Regions from separate parts of the Rattus norvegicus genome. Here region 2 is linked to region 1. The links are chromatin contacts, called in public Hi-C maps. All regions are on one chromosome and are shown on one strand. Each heading gives the region's core, a stretch centred on a gene start, on an enhancer-like site or on the middle of the called end of the contact. The rest is flanking DNA. Distances are from core to core; before and after follow the strand shown. Region 1 holds the start of Tpx2 (TPX2, microtubule nucleation factor). Region 2 holds the start of Pdrg1 (p53 and DNA damage regulated 1).

Region 1 (6,284 bases), core at 116-2,615:
GACCTGTGAACTAAACTGCCAATTTCCAGACAACACAAATAGGAATTGCTCCGAAGAACCTTTCTGTATAGGTCCACCACGCCCCCTCACCACGCCCCTCACCACGCCCCCTCACCACGTTCCCCCCCACCCCCAGTATCCTTTCTTTCCAACTACCTCTGGTGGGTGGTGGGCTACGAGGGAGGTTAAAGCATTTAGGACCCATAATTAAAAATAGGTTTTGAAAAAATTAAAGTTACAATCTCACATGACTTTAAAAAGTTTACTCAAACTAATTTTTAGTTAGTATCTAAACTGTGCTTCATTGTGCCTTTTATACATGTATGAAATGCCACATATATCATTGTACCTAACTCTTATGTGCCTCTTTTCTATTACCCGTCTTTTTGTGCTTTCCGATACAGGGTTTCTCTGTGTTGCCCCGGTCACAGAGATACACTAGCCTCTGTCTCCTGAGTGCTGGATTAAAGGCATGTGTCAGCACCTTGCACTTTTTTTTTTTTTTTTATGTGCCTTTTTTGAGACAAAGTCTTCCTATGGAGCTCTGACCAGTTTGGAGCTTTCTTTGCACACTAGCATGGCTTAGGGCTTAGAATGTATAGATTCATCCTGTTTCTGCCTCCTGAATGCTGGTTTCAAAGACCTGGGCTACTACACTGAGTTTATTGCAGGAAACACATTCATATACATGGAGAGAATAATCTTTAAAAAGTAAAACGTTTCCTTCTCACGTTTTTGGGAGGCCTAGGACGCAGCCCACTGCCTTTATATACTTAAATGGGTCTTCTCACTTCATCTAGTCACTAGATTCTAGTACCAATTCTTCCAATTAAGTAGGAACAAGCCTAGCATGATGAGACACATCTGAAATCCCTGCACTTGGGACGTGGGGGATTTATTTATTTTATGTATGTGAGTACACTGTCGCTGTCTTCAGACACATGAGAAGAGGGCATCGGATCCCATTACAGTTGGTTGTGAGCCACCATGTGGTTGTGGGAATTGAACTCAGGACCTCTGGAAGAGTAGTCAGTGCTCTGAACCGCTGAGCCTTCTCTCCAGCCCCCAAGGATCAATAGTTTAAAGTCATCCTCAGTTATACTGAGGATTCAGGAAAGCTTGGACTCAAAGTGGCCCTACCGCAAACAAAACAAAACCTCGGAACCCTATCAAGCCCTAAACAAAACCAAATAGGAGCAGAGGATTCTGGGTTTTGTAGTCGAGTCGTTTCAATGCGCCCGCGCTAGGGACTACATTTCTCTGAAGGCGCTCTGGCCAGTTGCCATCTTGTCCCGCCTCCTAACTTCCGGCGCCGCTGCATTTTCAGAGGCCAATCAGAGGGCAGAGTTGTTAACTTCCGGCTCTCTGATTGGTGCATTTGACCGGTGTCTGAGTTCAAATTTTCAACCGTACTAGTTGTGTCCGGGAGCCGTCTTAGGCGCTGGCTTCTTAGAGTTGGTGCAAGCTGAAGCCGGGAAAGTAGTGTGAAGGTGAGGGGAAGCAGCGGTGCGCCGGGAGCCATTCCTCAGTTTTCTGAGAGGGTGGAGGAGTCCGCGGGGCGGGCCATGCCAGCCTAGACAGCGCGCGGGCTTCGGACGCCGGGGTCGGGACTTGGGAGTGAAGTCTCAGATTCGGCTTCAGTATTCCTGGGAACCCCGGAGCAGAGGTTGCTCCAGGCTGTCAGCTACTAGACGGTAACGGCTGTTGGTGTAAGCACTGTTCTCCAGTTTCCGCACCAAATTTATTAATTAAGCGCTCCTAGCATTACTTTAGGGAAGGAAGTCGAGGCCCAGTGGAGGGAAATAGCCCTGCCATTAAATAGCTTTGGTGGAGGAAAAGAGATGTGATCACCAACAACTGCGTTTGTCTGAGATAGAAAACTAAATCTGGTGTCGTGCCAACACAACTGAGTTAGAGTTTAATTCCATCTTGATTGTCTTCTGTTTGGACTACAACATTCATTTTATTCCATTCTTATTGCCTGCCCTCTTTGTATCGAGTCATTAGGTGTTTCTGCCTTTTTGTCTTCCTTTTTTTGGGACATTTAAAGATTGGAAGGGAAGGATAGATGTGATATAGTATCATAAAGGTCATATAGTATTGTCAGTTGTGCTTACACCCTATTTTCTGATTCGTAATCACATATAATTTTCTCAATAGTAGCAAGGACTCCCACCAAACTGTGTGTGTGTGTGTGTGTTTGTATATGTGGGTGTGTATGTATGTATGTATGTATGTATGTATGTATGTATGTATGTATTTCTGCCTCATCCTTGTATCTTCACATCCTTCATCTTTATTTGCCTTTTTCTCATATTAAAAAACAATTAAAGAACTATTTGGTAATACAATAAAAATATTGGTTTTGCTGTTGTTTTGAGACAGGATCTCTTTTACATATCTCTGGCTGTCCTGAAACTCACTGTGTCGACCAGGCTGGTATCAAACAAGAGATCTGCCTGCCTCTGTGTCCCAGGTTCTGGAATTAAAGGTGTGTGTCACCACACCTAGCTAGTAGGAATATTCTTGTATGTGGCCTCAGTGTAGTATAACACCTGTCAGATTGCCTCACATCATACTGTTTTCTCTTGGTTGGTTTGTGTCTCTTTGGTAATGTCATGTTGTCATTTTTGGTACAAAATTATTGAGGCCTGCAACTAATTGGACCAACTGATTGACCTTTGAGAGTGTATATTATGTGTTTACGTTAGTGGATGTTAGATTTTATATGTATATGGATACATAATGTATTCAAGGTTTTCCTGGTATGCTTGGAATCAAAATGCTTGATCAATATCTTCTTGCTCATGGTAGAAGGGATGACTGGGTTACTCTGTACTTTTTTTGTGATGATAATGATTACTGTTGAGATAGGGTCTTGTGTAGCCCACATGGACCTGAAAGAAAGGCTGTTCTTTTTTTTTTTTTTTTTTTTGGTTCTTTTTTTCGGAGCTGGGGACTGAACCCAGGGCCTTGTGCTTCCTAGGTAAGCGCTCTACCACTGAGCTAAATCCCCAGCCCCAAGGCTGTTCTTTTTTATAGTTAATTTATGTGTTTTGCCTAGGTATCCCTCTGCATGAAGGTGTTAGACCCCCTGGAACTGGAGTTACCAGAACTGCCATGTGGTTGCTGGGAATTGAACCTGGGTTCTTTGGAAGAGCAGCTGGTGCTCCTAACTACTGGGCATCTCTCTAACCTGCACAGGCTGTTCTTGAACTCCTAGTCCTCTTTCCTTCACTGCCAGAATGTTGGGTTTATGGCTGTGCACCACCATAGTCTGTGCTAGACCTGGAGCCCAGGGCTTTGTATGTACTAAGCAAGAATTCTACCAATTTCCATTTTTAAGACAGAATCCGTGTAAGTTACTATTATGTGAATAAATGCTTTGGTTTTGGTTTTCAAGTATTCTGGCAATTTAGGTGTGGAGATGGATGAGACTTAATACAGGGAAGGTTGGGTTTCTGAAGCGTCTGGGATACAAACTGACTGTCAGAAAACAGGGTTTGGCTAGACAGGGACGAGACCAGGCTGCATATATGTTGAATTGGGAGTCTAGGAAGGCCCTGCCTAAGTTGACAGCAAAATAGCAAGTGTGAAAAACTAGATCATAGTAACTTGAAGTATTCTAATATGCAAATAAAAACATTCCTTTGGCCAGGTTTATGCTAATGTGCTCATTAGAACCAAATTCTCATCAGATTATCTTGCAGGTCCAGTTAAGTTTGGCTAAAGAAAAGTTATGTGGAAAAGTCCTTTGTTTCTTGTTCTTGTATCAGGAGAGATTGAATTCTACATTCTCATTATATTTTTTTTCCTTTAGCTTTTCTTGGGTCTGTTCTCTACAATGAGAGCCTGTACACTCAGCTTCTTCCCTTTTTTTAAAAAAATTTCTTTTTAACTTTTGAGCGGAGAATTTAAGTATCCTTTCACAAAGATGTTTTTGGCTTTGTTTTTTATCTTTTTCCCCCCATGGTAGCAGGAAGCAGAACTGATGATGGTGTGATTGACTAGCCTGAGTTATTATGTAAGATAGATTTGTATTTGAGACATAGTCATGTAAATCAGCTGCCACGATCCTGTATAGGAAAAAGATGGAATTAAACATTAATAGAAAAGTGTTGGGGGCTGGGGATTTAGCTCAGTGGTAGAGCGCTTACCTAGGAAGCGCAAGGCCCTGGGTTCGGTCCCCAGCTCTGAAAAAAAAGAACAACAACAACAACAAAAAAAAAAAAAATAGAAAAGTGTTGTGTTAGTCAGGGCTTTCTAGAGGAACAGAATAGTCCATATATATTAATAGATAATATATGTAATATATATGTAATATGTGCATGCATACATAATATATATATTATATATGTGTGTGTGTGTGTGTGTGTGTGTGTGTGTGTGTGATTTATTAAAAAGACATACAGGCTGTGGTCCAGCTAGTCCATTGTCTACCAATGGAAGGTCCAACAATCCAGTAGTCGTTCCGTCCTGGATGCATCAGCTGGACTCCATGCCAGTGAAGGAATGGACTTGCCATTGAGAGCAAGCAGGCAAATAGAGCAGGCTTCCTTCCACGTCCTTTATATAGGCTGATAACAGAAGGTATGGCCCAGATTAATAAGTGGATCTTCCAATCTCAAAAGATCTGGATTAAAAGTGTATTTTCCTATCTTAGAGATTCCTATTAAAAGCAGGTCTTTCCACCTCAAATGATTCAGTTAAGGGGAAGAAAAACCTAATAGGTGTCCCCAGCTGCTTGGGTTTTAGTTAATTCTAGATGTAGTCAAGTTGACAACTACGAACAGCCATTGTAAGTCAACTCAGCACACAATAATATCTACTTATGCCATTCTTAATTTCTGTGGCCATTTTTTTTTTTTTTTTTTTTTTTTTGGTTCTTTTTTTTCGGAGCTGGGGACCGAACCCAGGGCCTTGCGCTTCCTAGGCAAGCGCTCTACCACTGAGCTAAATCCCCAACACCATTCTTAATTTCTAAATGAAAACAATAACCAGGCCATTGTTACGGCTGGCATAATATAATTGTCCTTCATACAACTGCAAAAGCATAAATGTTAGACTGGATAGCAGTGTCCTTGAGGGACGTTTTTTAAATTTTATTTATTTATTATTATTTATTTATTATTATTTATTTATTTTATGTACACTGTAGCTGTCTTCAGACACACCAGAAGAGGACATCGGATTTCATTACAGGTGGTTGTGAGCCACCATATGGTCTCTGGGAACTGAACTCAGGACCTCTGGAAGAGCAGTCAGTGCTCTTAACTGCTGAGCTATACATCTCCCCCAAAACTTAAATATGATAACCACTGATATTCTCTTATTGGATATTGTTATATTACGTGGTAAGTCAAGGAAAGAACACACATCTCTTAAACACATTCTTAACGAAATATGACAGAAACACTCATGTCAATTTTAATCCTCATTTCTGCGAGTGGTTACATAGCCTTAGCTGGTATTTATTTTATTTAATATGAGTACACTGTAGCTGTCTCAGACACACCAGAAGAGGGCATCAGATCCCTTTACAGATGGTTGTGAGCTACCATGTGATTGCTGGGATTTGAACTCAGGACCTCTGGAAGAGCAGTCACTGTTCTTAACTGCTGAGCCATCTCTCTAGCCCCCTTAGCAGATATTTATAACTACTTTCCTCTACTACCCATTCTGTATTTCCCCCTCAACCCTCAGCCAACTCTTGGTCCCTTCCTAGCCCAATCCCAGAGTGACCCACACCTTGATATTTGAATGGTCTGTGCCCTTTGTCATCTTGCCTGGATTAGATTGTTGTTGTTCCTCCTAGGCTTTAATTATAGGACATGGTTGGACCAAGAGACACCTTAAAGGATCTCATGTACTCTAGACCTAATTCTCCTTACCTTCTCTGTGGAAGGAATCCAGTTTTCCATTGCTAATCTGGATCAATCACCCCTCCTAATACTGTCATTCCTTTCTTTTCCTTTTGGCTTAAGGGCATCAGAAACCCAAAGTGGCCAGGGGGAAGTCTGAAGTTCCAGTTCAATTGGATGTTTGTTATGGCTCCTGGCAGGAGTGTTACACACTCTGAAACCAAAACTTCTAGGCCAACAGAATTTGGGGTCAAGGGAACAGGAAGCAAGAATTTTCCTAGTGGGTTACCTAGTGATGATAGTGCATGGAATGATTCCCTTTTCAACACCTTGATCCTGGACCCATGGATTTTGGCTGTGGGAGAAACTGTATTGCATGCTGGATGCTGATTCAAATCATGCATTCTAGAGAACTCTGTCCCT
Region 2 (5,886 bases), core at 724-3,223, 170 kb after region 1:
AAAGGGAGGACACTACACTTACAGACATGTGGGAAAACAGAGCCAGGCTAACAACCAAGGGACCAGTGAGTGAGCAGGAGAGTCAGGGCTAATAGGGGTGTGGGGCTGGGTCATGGGGAGTCCTGCAGGACAGCTCTGGGTTTCACTCAGGTGAGATAAGCCAGTGGAAGCCCTACATGTCAGCCTTCACTATGGCCTGGATGCTGCCCTCCTTTCCAGAACTGCTTCATGTCAGACCTCTGCTTGCTACCACCAGCCACAGCCACCTGGCCTCAATACCCACCCATGGCCTCTCACCATTTTCAGTTATGTGTCTATGCTGCTTTTCCTCATGTGGAACATAAGGGCAGAACTATTGCTTTTTATGTGCCGTGAGCACTCTCTGTATCTGCCGTCAGTGAGTGATGAGCTAATGGCCTGTCGCTGAAGTGAGCAGCTAAATTCTGAGTCACAGCATATGTCTGACCTGCAACACTGGCTTGCTCTTCTCCACAAGCTGTCTTAGTTCCCCATGAGGGTGAGTCACACAGTCCCAGCCTCCTGCCTGGCTGGTCTTTACCAGGGATAATGAAGTCCCTGAACCAGCTTCCAGGGCTTCAGTAAGGATGCCACAACTTACCAGAGACACTCGGGTCTTTCTGTAGGGCCCTCAGGCCCTCTCGGTTCTGATTCCTCTTGGTGTCCAGGTCTACAATCTGAAAACAGGAGCAGATGGGAACTCAGCTGCCTCCTGCCCCAATCTGAAGAAACAAGGTATCGTTTCTGGTGAAGTTCCAATGTCTTGCCTGACATGGACGACTCAGGTGTGAACGTTCTTCTTTACCCACTTGGTTTCCAGCTCCTCTGTTTGTATGGAGCTTTCCTCCTCCACAGAAGGTGGTGGGAAAATGTTTGCAGATTGAGCCACTTTGTATCATCCACTCAAACTTGAGAGTATACCGGGGTCACCAGGGAGTTAGTTGAGTGTCTCCTCTAGACAGTGACTATTGACAAGCTCTTGTTAAGTAACTCTGACAGTCTCACCAGACATTCAACCATACTGGACTGGAGCAGCTGTTGCACCGTACCACTATGACAACTAACTGCTCAAGAGGCGACTTTCTGGGGCTGCAGCTAGTGAACCATCAAGCCTTTTCAAATATAGATCACGAAGAGTCATTACGGTCATTATGGTAGCTTCTGAAGACCACCAAGTATATGTCTCACCCCATCATTCCCATCTTGTCTAAATCCAGATCATCTGGATCAGCTAAATGGCTCGCTGCACTCTAGGAAGGAGCCAGAGAGAGACTTTTAAAATCTAAATGCACACCTGTAATCCCAGAACTCAGGACACTGACAAGGACATACCACGGGTTGTTCAAGGCTGTCTTAGGCGACACAGTGAGTTCGAGAAGTCTGAGATACATGAGATCCTCTAAAGTTTAGTCTAAACCAACCGATCAATCTATCAGTCACTATTCAATGATAACATCCCCAGGACGAACTCCCTTTAGGGACTACTTACCACAGAACCAGAGCCAAGCACCCCTTTCGGGTCTACGAAGCCTTCAACCAAGCCGCCGCCCCCCACGCACACGCACACGCACATCAGTGTACTGCCCAGACACATCCTGCCCATGTCTCAACAACCTGATTCAAGATGGGCCTGGGACTGCGTTTGGAAAGTGGTGTCAGGGATCCGGGGGACCAGCAATGACGGGGCAGGGTGAAAGGAAGGCAACTGCCCAATACAGAACTGACTGGCGCTCACTAGGCACCAGGCCGCTAGGAGCAGTGACGCCGGGAGGCCCGGTGATCACCCTGCGACGCCGCGCACTTGCGTAGGGCGCTCGCGGCCGCCGCGTCTCTCACCTGCCGCTTGTCTGAGAGCACTGCCTCTGCCAGCTCCTCCACTTCGACCAGGTACCGCAGCACTCGATCCGCCTCGGGGGACACCATGGTGCCACAGACCTCTTCCGACACTCGCACTACTACTTCACCCCAGCTCCTTCCGCGCACGCGCCGTTCTGGGACTTCCGGCAAGCCTGCGCAGTGAAAAGAACATGCGCCTCAGCTGGGCTCCAGAGGGGAGGGTCAGGCTTTGGGAGCAGGGAAGATGCGCCCCCTGCAGGCTCTGATCGAGCAGCCCAACGCACTGCCCTTTCCCCTCCCTTCAAAGGGTTCCTGGGCATCCACCATAAACCAGGTTGGGTGTCGGGAAGGCGGCTGCAAAAGAAGCATCCCGGCTCTAGGAACGTCATTCCATTGGAAAACAGCAAACACTGACAGCAAAATAATTACACATTATGGGAGGTAGCGATAATGGCTTTGGAGACACAGAGATCATAAAGTCCAGTTTAACATCGCCAAGAAACTGAGTGTGGCAAAGAGACTCATATTTTAACCCGCGACACTTTCAGCTTCCAGTTTGTAAATAATGGGTATAGAAATTCCCCGCACTGACTCTCTCTGTCTCTCTGTCTCTGTCTCTGTCTTTCCTGTCTCCCCCCCCCGCCCCCACCACCACGGAAGACAGAAAGGAAGCAGAAATCATTTTAAATTACATCTGGTTGCAGCGTTTGTTGAATCTAATGTCCACAGTAGCAAGCCAAGATTCACAGAAGGAGCTGGAAACTGTCCAGGGTGAGCAATGAAGTGTCAGTAAGATCTGAAGAGTGAATTAGGATCCTGGACTTCCGGGGGGTGGGGGTGGGAGGGTGATGACTGCCCGACAGAACCAGAGGGGTCCCCCAATCTCTTACTGTACATTTGCAAAGCTGGAGGCTTAGAGGCGGGCTACCTCACCCATCCTCTTGTTTTTCCGTGTGTGGAACTGGAATTACCCCAGTGCCTCTCAAGCGCTACACCTGAGCTATATCTCATCTGTTTTCTTTTGTGTGAGTGTATGTGTGTGGTGCATGCATATAAGGGTACTCTGTGCCCCTGCAGAGACAAGCAGAGGCCAGAGCAGGGTGACAGGTGTCTTCCTTTGACATTCTCCACCTTATTGTCATGAAATAGAGCCTCTCGTTGAAACGGAAGCTCTTTTGGGTTAGGCAGCCTAGACTTGGGGCTCTCTGGATCTGCCTGTGGCTGTTTGCTCCCCAATGCTGAAGTGACAGGCCCACACAACCATGTCTGGATTTTTCTGTAGGTGTTTGGGATTCAAACTCAGATCCTCATTCTGAGTGTAAAGTGAACACTCCTCACTCACTAAGCCACCTCCCCAGCCCTAAGACTCAACTCTGACATCCATTTTTTAGTCTCCTTTTTTGACTCTGGGTAACTTAGCCCATTCATATTCTTGGCCTCACTTGAATTTCATGGCCACTTTTGTAGAGACCGGATTACGACTGTTTAGTTATACAGCTGCAGGCTGAGGCTGGGACAAGGGCACAGATCCCCAGGGTGGAGGGTGCTGGTCTCTGTCTCACAACTGTTGACGGACACTGACAAACTGTGGCTCACGAAGCCCAGAAACACCTCCGTCTTGTCTGGCTTTGGGCTTCCTTCAATTCCTAGAGACTGAGACAGTTTTCTCTGCAGCTGCCTGGTGTGGGGATGGAGGAAGCGTCATTAAGGATTCCTCATAGAGGGTGAATTTGTCGCCAAACCCAGGATGTTTTGTGTAAACACCTTCTGGTTCAGAAACGCAGGCACAGGCCCTGTGAAGGAAGTGGGGGTATTTGCCAAAGGAAAAATGAGTCTTCCAGGAATCCCTGGGGTCTGGACCCTAGTCCTGTATCCTCTCTCCACCTTGGGGCCAAAGATGGCTGGAAAAACTGACACCCCTGACCCCTGCTGGGTGGGCCTGAATGGAGAGAAGTTAAGGAAGGTTCCATGTTAAATTTCTTGGCTCTGACTGGCCCTCGGGGGCCACATCTGGTCACTGGATATTGCAGGGAAGGTCATACTCATCTCCAAGAGTCAAAATGAGCAGATTGTGGACTCTGGGACATCTCTGACATTACCTAACTATTCGTGTCATGAAAATGTAGCAATTTCCCAGGCTCAGAGATTCATGAGTCTACTGTGAGCAAAGCCGGTGTGATACCTGCCTTTAGGCTGTGGAGGCAGGGGAGTGGACCATCGACAGGGATATAACCAAATGCATCCTGGATCAAACGTAGATGCGTGTTGCCAGGTCCCCAGCAATGCAAGGTGGACAGGGAGAGATACAGGAGCCATTTGGGATAGGTGGTTAGAGAAGGCTTCTCCGAAGAGGTGGCATTGGAACAAAACTGTGGAGGAGGTAAGGGGTGAGACATGAGGGTACCTGGATGGGGTGAGGTAGCACTGTAGGTAGAGGACGCAGCAGGCACAATGACCCTGAGGTGAGCAGCAGTGAGGCTAATGCACATGTAATAGAATGGGCGAGGGAGAAAGGTGGGAGATGAAGCCAGAGAGGCAAAGGAGCCACTGGATATAAATAGCTGGGGAAAAGGAGGTGTCAGTGCCATATCCTCACCCACAAGGCCCTCCTTGGCCATTGCCTGCAGACTGCAGTCCCTGCTGCCCAGACCTGTGACTTGTCTCTGCTCACTGAGGCAAGGCCAGCAGCAAGTACCAGGTAAGGTTGGCAATGGAATGAAGCCCTAGAAAGGAGGGAGGAATGAGTGACTCATCGCCCACATCTTTACTTCTCTGTGGGGTCGACATTGATGCTTCTCATGTGGGGCTGCTGCATCCATCCACATAAGAGAAGGTCACTGGACCGAGGGGCGGTGAGGATCCTCAGGACATTTGCACACAGTGGCCCTCAGCCTGGTTTGATTTTCTCCCAGTTCCTTTGTTACTGCAGTCATGATGTGTCTCCACCTGTCAGGTCACGTCCTCTCTCTTCTGTGCTGTGTGTCCCCACCTCTGTATCTCTCTCTCTCTCTCTCTCTCTCTCTCTCTCTCTCTCTCTCTCTCTCTCTCTCTCTCTGCTCTCTCAACATCCCTTTCTGAGCATTAGCTTCTTGAAATGGATTTTGTGAATGAAGTTACCAGAGAGAGAGGTCACACCTACTCTGAAAAATCGATGGACTGATCCAAACTTTGTGATTGCAAAGAGTTGAAATGTTGCAGATTCAGAACTGAATTATCCTGTGCTGTCTTTATTCCCCTTTCTAGCCGTTTGTTGCCCACACCTGTGACTTTTTTTTTCCTATGAGGTAAAAACCTTTGAAATATATTTTACGTAGATCAGTAGATCTCACACCACCCAACTGCTAAGAAGGTCAGCAGATAGCGTCTAAAACCTGTAACAACTTCCCCCATTTTGCCATTCCTTGTCTGACCGCAGCCTCCACCAACATATTTAATAAATGGGGTGAATTTTGCCTTTGTTTTGTTCTATGATTATCAAGAGCTCATGTAACCTGGGCTGGGCTTGGTAGCTTGTGCCTTTAATTTCAGCACTCTGAAATTTCAAAGGTATCCTAGAAAGCAGGGTTTTCTGGGCCAGTCAGGTCAATATGGTGAGACCCTGTTTCAGAATAACTCATGTAACGTTTGTCCACAGTGGAGCAGTCATCTGAGATAATCTGAATCTGTGTTTGGGGCAATGGGCTCACATATTTGGCGGCTCAGAATAAACTCTCTTATTCCCTTTGAGATGACAGCTAGGTTTTCCCTGACAGGACCTTGGCTGTCCAGTTCACAGCCATCTCTAGACCAAGAATGAACTTGGCACAGTTGTGCTCAGTCAATGATTATGGGATGGATGTGAGGGTGGACTTTCTAAACCCTGGCACATGAAAGATGAACAGAGCCAGCTCAAGGTAACAGCTGGTAAGTCCAGGCTGGGTGGCCACATGGCTAGTGTATTGTCGAGGTGATTAAAGCTGTAGGAGGGTGACTTTGTGATCCTCTTCCTTGTTTTGTTTTGGATACAGGGTTTCTCTGTGTAGCCCTGACTAT

Evidence for each region. Hi-C and Micro-C count contacts between places; a contact is called where the count stands out from the background.
Region 2: a contact with region 1 is called in a Hi-C map of liver, with 4 times the contacts expected there. The contact joins the promoter of Pdrg1 here to the promoter of Tpx2 in region 1. A contact is called at or near these places in 2 of 12 Hi-C or Micro-C datasets (kidney and liver).

What each region holds. Positions count from the first base shown.
Region 1 is chr3:161,777,355-161,783,638 of GRCr8, forward strand. Tpx2 (TPX2, microtubule nucleation factor) reads left to right here and starts at 1,366. Exons shown (of 17, transcript NM_001107790.2): 1 at 1,366-1,694.
Region 2 is chr3:161,942,008-161,947,893 of GRCr8, forward strand. It overlaps Pdrg1 (p53 and DNA damage regulated 1), which reads right to left and starts at 1,974. Exons shown (of 5, transcript NM_001014762.1): 1 at 1,855-1,974; 2 at 620-695. The coding sequence starts at 1,941.